Regions from separate parts of the Pan paniscus genome. Here region 1 is linked to region 2. A link is a contact called in public Hi-C data. All regions are on one chromosome and are shown on one strand. The core of a region is the stretch at or near the end of the contact, and the rest is flanking DNA. Distances in the headings are between cores, read along the strand shown.

The links. A called contact is a pair of places that touch in the nucleus more often than the background predicts.
Region 1: a Hi-C map of induced pluripotent stem cells shows a contact between it and region 2, with 6 times the contacts expected there. The contact joins the promoter of RNASEL here to the promoter of NPL in region 2. A contact is called at or near these places in 3 of 3 Hi-C or Micro-C datasets (fibroblasts, induced pluripotent stem cells and lymphocytes).

What each region holds. Positions count from the first base shown.
Region 1 is chr1:67,138,256-67,141,671 of NHGRI_mPanPan1-v2.0_pri, reverse strand. It overlaps RNASEL (ribonuclease L), which reads right to left and starts at 1,752. Exons shown (of 7, transcript XM_003824740.4): 1 at 1,576-1,752.
Region 2 is chr1:66,942,536-66,946,317 of NHGRI_mPanPan1-v2.0_pri, reverse strand. NPL (N-acetylneuraminate pyruvate lyase) reads left to right here and starts at 1,614. Exons shown (of 13, transcript XM_055110756.2): 1 at 1,614-3,782.

The DNA.
Region 1 (3,416 bases), core at 503-3,002, 200 kb before region 2:
ATTCTTACCAGAGATAGGTGGCTTCCAAAAAAAAAAAAAAAAAAGACCATGAAAATATGCACATCAATTATTTATCAATAAAAAAAGAAGAACCCTCATTCAATAAGAAAAATATATTTCTTGGCTTTTTTTCCCTTTGCATTCTTATGTCACCAGGAAGGTTGATCACTGTGTTTGCTGACTCTGTGCATGTCCTCTTTGTACAACCCTGTGCCCCTATTTAAAGTACAGACAATATCTGACTTATGTTTTTTGACTTTGATTTATGATTTTTTGACTTTGCAGTGGTGGAAAAGCAATAAACATTCAGTAGAAACCACACTTCAAGTACACATACAACCATTCTGTTTTTTATTTCAGCATAGCATTCGATAAATACATGAGACATTTAACACTTTATTATAAAATAAGCTTTGAGCTAGATGATTTTGCCCAACTGTAGCCTAATGTAAGTGTTCTGAGCACATTTAAGGTAAGCTAGGATAAGCTATGACGTTCAGCAAATTAGGTGTATTAAATGTGCTTTTGACCTACAATATTTTCAAATTAGGATGGGTTTATCTGTATGTAACCCCATCATAAGTCAAGGAGTATCTGCAGTAGTGAAAAGAGCTTGTACTCTGACCTTAGGGAGATCTAAGTTTGAGCTTGTGGCTGTGTAATTTTTTACTATTACTTCCTGTAACCTTGGATTGTTGAATCTCAATTTTCTATTTCCTGAAATGGAGACAAAAATAAATACAGTCGTGTGTAAAGTACATTAAAGTATGGAGTGTTGCAAATATTAGCCACTCAATGAATGTTAGAGCTAATTATATCCCTTTATGAAAAAATAAATTGCTTAGTGAATTCTATTCTCCCTACACATGTGCATATAGCTACTACACGAATAGGCAACTGGCAGCTATCAATTTCGTCCAACTGTCAATCAGATCTGAGAATTACAGATCCAGTTCAATCATCAGACAGCCCGAAACTGTTACCTGAATATTTAAATTACTGCATCTGCTATAGAATTCACGAAGCAACCCTTTTTCAGCAATCTCACCACTCTGACAGTTTCAAAGCCTCAGAGGTTAATTGATTAGCCTCTTAGAAGTTTAATTAATTGTGCAACACATACACGATCACCAGGCAATGAAATCTTTGAACCAAAGTGTTTGTGTAGACCGTCCCCATTACAATCAGATGTGAGGTGGGCTGGTATAAACAAAGGAGCCGGGAAGGAGAGGAAATATCAAGGAAGCCCTGAGTGACGCATCAGAGTCGAGAAGAGACGAGCCTGCGGAAGTACTCCAACAGACAATCCTGCTTTCAATTTCACTTTCTCTGTGCGACCTGAGTAAGTCGCAAAGAGATGCCTGAGAAACTGAGGACATGGATAAATGACGTGTGGACTCTGACAGAACTCTGGAAGGGCACTGAGGAAGATCCTTCCGGGCAGCCAAGGACTGGGAGCTCCCCTCCCACTTCCCAAGTCCTCCAGCCCCTGGCCTCTCCAGTCTCCAAAGCCCAAGAATTCTTCAGGATCGACTTATCGAGGTTTTCTAGCTTTCCTCCTTCTGCCTGCCTTACCTGCTCAACTCAGACGTCTCGATTATTCCTTTGGCAGCCGCAAAGCCTGGAAGACTGCTTGCAGCCCGAGCAATTTCCTCCTGCTGCGTCACTGAGCCAGCAGGGCGGAGCCAAGAAAGGAGTGAGGAGTGTGGGAGGGAAAGCAGCCACAGGCTCACTCTGGCACCAGGAGCAAAGCTTCTACTTGCACACCTTCTGGAGGAAAGCAATAGCCACTTTCTGTCTGCTGATGAGGAATGTGATGCCCGGGGTCATGTCACTCACCTCTCAGTCTTGCAGCCTTTCAGGTGGCAGCAGCCAACTGCATCCATCACTCTTGCGTCCTTTCTTTTGTCATTGCAAATTCTGGTCTTCTTGGAAGAAAGGAATGGAAAGTAAACACATATTGAGCACCTATTGTGTTCCAGACACAATGCTTTACGTGCAGCATGGTCCCAGTTAACCCCTGACAATCTTGTTGATTATGAAACACAGGCTCATAGAAGCTAAGTAAGCCCAAAGCCCAAGCCCTGTCACCTGTCTCAGCTCACTCAACTCACAGCTCTGAGGCAGTGCGGCCTTCTCAGGAGGGTACCGGACTGGCAGTCTGGAGACCTGATCCTACAGCCAGCTCTGTGGCTGCTTAGCTGAGTGACCTCAGGCATGTGATTTAACCATGTAGGGCCTCAGTTCTCTCCTATAACTTGGTTTTGAAGGTTCCTTTCTGCTCTACAAGTTCTGTTCTTGACTATCTTCCTAGCAATGAGCTGTGTACTGTGTACTTAGTGCTGTAGTGGAAAGTATTTCCATCCCCAAAGAATACCCAGTCTTGCTGGGGAGACAAAGCCCTGGGACTTGTGAACAACAAGTAGTGCCTGGTCACTTGACGACCACCTGTGTCACACCATCCAGACCCGGGGCCTCTACCACCCCTTATACACCAGGGATTCCCAGGCCTCGCTCTCTAACCCCAGCCTCTCTGCTGAGCTTTAGACCTACAAATCTTGAATATGTGTCAAATGGAAATACTCATCTTTTCCTAAATCTGCCCCTCCTCCCACTTATTCCATCTCCACAGATGGCACCATCACCCGGAGGCCACCCCTCATCCTCATCCCAACACCAAGTCTCTTGCTTTCATCTGCAAAGGGATGACCAGTCGAGTCCTTGTCATCATTTATAGCAAGAAACTGATGACTTGCTTCCTAGCCCTTCATCCATTGTTCCACCCTGCATCATTGACCCACCATCATTTTCAGGACAAAGTTCAAAAATCCTTAACCCATTATTCATTTAATTAATACTTGTTGGACAGGCCCGGTGGCTCACACCTGTAATCCCAGCACTTTGGGAGGCCGAGGCAGGCAGATCACCTGAGTTCAGGAGTTCAAGACCAGCCTGGCCAACATGGTGAAACTGCGTCTCTACTAAAAATACAAAAAGTAGCCAGGTGTGGTGTTGTGCACCTGTAATCCCAGCTACTCGGGAGGCTGAGGCAGGAGAATTGCTCGAACCCGGGAGGTGGAGGTTGAAGTGAGCCAACATAGTACCACTACACTCCAGCCTGGATGACAGAGCAAGACTCTGTCTCAAAAAAAAAAAACAAACTTATTGAGCACTGACTATGTTACCAGTGATTATTCTGCATATCTGGCATAGAGTGATTTACCACACCAGTTCCTCAAGGAGTTCTTCTTGAAGCTTGCATCTTAATAGGCAGAAATAGATCATAAACAGTCGAAAAACCCAACATATCATGATTTCAGGTTATAATACAGTCCCTGCCTGTCCCTACTCCTCATGGGCATCATCAGTGCTAGCCTCCAGTTCCTCGTCACATTATGTCATATGCTTCTACCTCT
Region 2 (3,782 bases), core at 365-2,864:
ATTGGGAAGAGCTGAGTGAGGTCCCTTTTAGGAAGGTTGCATCTGAGTAGAAGTCAGCCAGATGAAAAGCATCCTTGTCACAATGGAAAAGATAAATAAAATGTGGTATAGCCACACAATGGACATAAAAAGGAATGAGATACTAACTCAATCCACAATATGAATAAATCTTGAAAACGTTATGTATGCTAAATGAAAGAAGCCAGACACAAAAGACCACATAGCATGGCTGGGTGAAGTGGCTCATGCCTGTAATCCCATACTTTGGGAGGTCAAGGCGGCAATTTCTTGGGCTCAGGGGTCTGAGACCAGCCTGGGTAACATAGTGAGACCTTGTATCTACAAAAAATAAACAGAAAATTAGCCAGATGCAGCACACGATTATAGTCCCAGCTACTTAGGAGGTTGAGGTGGGAGGATAGCTTGAGCCTGGGAGGTCAAAGGTACAGTGAGCTGTGGTCATGTCACTGCACTCTAGCCTAGGTAACAGAGCGAGAGCCTGTCTCAAAACACACACACACACACACACACACACACACACACACACACACACACCATATAATTCCATTTATATGAAATGTCCAGAACAGGCAAATCTATAGAAATAGATTAGTGGCGGCCAGGCACAGTGGCTCACGCCTGTAATCCTAACACTTTGGGAGGCTGAGGCGGGCGGATCACCTGAGGTTGGGAGTTTGAGACCAGCCTGACCAACATGGAGATACCCCGCCTCTACTAAAAATACAAAATTAGCCTGGCATGGTGGCGCATGCCTGTAATCCCAGCTACTCCAGAGGCTGAGGCAGGAGAATCACTTGAACCTGGGAGCCAGAGGTTGTGGTGAGCCAAGATTGCATCATTGCACTCCAGCCTGGGCAACCAAAAAAAAAAGTAAGAAGAAAGAAATAGATTGGTGGCTGCTTACGGCTGGGGGTGGGGAGGCGGAAATAGAAAAATGAGTGACTACTAATGGCTAGGGTTTTCTTGGAGGGAGTGATGAAAATGTTCTAAAATGGTGACACAAGTTGCACAATTCTGTGAATAGACTAAACTACTGAACTATTATACACTTAAATGAATTGTATCATAGTGAAATATATGTCAATAAAGTTGTTACTTAAAAATCTGGAGTCACAGATCTTAGGTTTAAGAATGCCGAATATAGAAGTATATCTCTTGTGTTCAACTCATTTTTTTCCTTCTAGCTCTCTCTCCTTAAGAACCCAGTAAGCATTCACTAAAGGGCTAAGCCAAAAGACAGCTGAGCATGGCCGCACTATGCTGCCCCCTCCTGGGATCCCAAAGGGTCTTCTGAAACCAAGCTTATGCACAGGACTTTTCCCTTCTCAAGAGATGTCCCTCTCCTAGTTAGCACTCACGCTCAGAAGATAAACCCTAAAGGACAAGGGTTTTTGTCTCAGGGCCAGCAATCAGTTCAACTTCTATTCGTGGCCTGTTCCCTTCTCTGAAGACCTCTGGACTCTGATGAAAAAATAAACCCTACCTTTTCCATCAGCCCCATTGACACACCCTTACAAGCCAGAATTTCCAGAAGTGACTCTCATACCCGGTTACGCGTTCTTCACAGTGAATGGAACAGACTCTTGTCCACCTGTGGACAGACCTTTTACTGGAACACAATGGGTAACACTTCAAGATCCAACTTAGGTCTCCTTCCTTCATAAGTGTTCCGCAATTTAGCAGTGTTTCAGTTGTTGAAAATCCATTTTCTCTTTTCAGGTTAGTATAGCCTTACCAGAAGATAAGGGGAAACTTTCTGGGGGACCACCCCTCACCCACAGTCAGTTCAGGAGCCTGTGATGGGGGCATCACCACCAGCTCCAAGGATAGAATATATGACTGTTCTGACCAAGTTCATTGCACCATATCTCCCAAGCTCTTTCCCCTGCACCAGGGGGTTTCAAATTTGAATTGTAGCAAACAAAATCTGATACAAAACCCTGACATACATTTGTTTTAGACAAAGGAGAGTTGATGGTAGTAATATTTCCAAATCTCACCCTCTTGGCCTGCACTTGGATAGACACTATGTCCCGCACTGTGGGAAAAACAAAGGAATAGGACATGATGCCTGCCTTGAACACCTTGCAGTGGAGTTGGGGGCAAGAAACAAAAGCAAGAAAATTAATGATTAAATAATACTACATAATAATAGAAGAAATCTCACAGAGGCTGCCGCTTATCAGAAGGGGGTTAGAGGCCTGCAGTTCAGCACTGAGCCTTTTGCTGCCTCTCTTCTTCTAAGCCCTACTCATTGTCTGATATTTAGCTTGGCTGTGACCTTCCCCAGTAAGACGTTTCTGGAACACCCTCCTGCCTCTTCACACACACACACACACACACACACACACACACACCACCCCCTTCAGCCCAGATTAGAGCTCAGTGTTCCTGTAATATCTCTGTACAGTCTATCACTGCATTTACCATATTTTAAAACAACAATGTCTCCCCAACACTTCACAGTATAGGCTCTGAGTTTCATAACGGCACAGAGTGGATACTGTAAGAATGCAGTGAGACTCTCCCTACTCCATGCTCCTTTCTTCCATCTTTTGTTCCACAGATGTCAGCCCTACATCAGTCTGCAGGCTGCTCCTGTCTGCTCCAAATCCCTGCCCCAATAAGTTTCTTGCACATCTAATCCCATCTTAGCATCTGCTTCTTGGTAGACACTAACAAATTATTATAAGGAATTACTTTGCACTACCATATTTATACAAAAAGTAGTTAGTTCATGCATTTAGAATATTGGTTTGTTGGCTGACAATGTTAAGCCTAATGACCTATACCTTTTGGGTATTGACATACTTAATTTTGCACTTATTAAACTGTGACTTTCCAAAAAAAAAAAAACTTTCATTGTACCATTAGGATATAATATTCTTGTTAATATTACAAAAACCAAACCAAAACAAAAAGCCATGCTGCAGCCTTAGGAGAACTTGCTTCATGTAACTAAGGGTTTTTCTTTTTTCTTTTCTTTTTGTATTTTTTTTTTTTTTTTCCTGTAGGATAACATAGTGTTAAAAGCACAAGCTTCTGGACTACTTGAAATCAAACCACAGCTTAACCAGCTCTATGGCTTTTGGCAAATTACTTCAACTCTTTAAACCTGTTTCTGATCTGTAAAATGGAATGATCCTTGCTCATCTGTAATATATACATTTATAAAACAGGACCCACCAATGGAGTTATTTTATGAATTAAATGTTAAAACGGCTAGAACGGTGCAGGCTGAGTAAGCACTGAACACAGTACTTATTAGCTATTATCTCTGGTGCTCTGTGCAACGAAAGAACTATTAGAATACATTTAAAAGCACTTTGCAAACTGGAAAGCCCTTTGAACAATTTAGTTTCTCTAAATGTAATAATAAGCATCAGCCATCGCCTTTTATGGAAAATTGAGGTGGAATCACATCAGCAAGAGAAAACTGAGGACTTGTCTCTGGCTCTGTTCCTGATTTATTCACACAGTACATGATCCTAGAATAAGACTCCTGATACTCCTGAAAGTAGAGGCGGTTGGGTTAAAAATAATTTTCCCTTTCAAAACTCTTTCAAATGTTCTCCAAAAGAAGCCAGGAAAGCTCCCGTATGAGTAGATAATTCACTTTAAAATTCGCTCATCTCTCTTTAACACGAGAGTCTGCAGGGCTGGTGCAGCGGCGTCAACCCGAAGAGACCTGAACGCCGATGGGCAGTTGGGATTCTCCGTACGCCTCGGAAACAGCAGCCCAAACCTCACAACGCAGAACC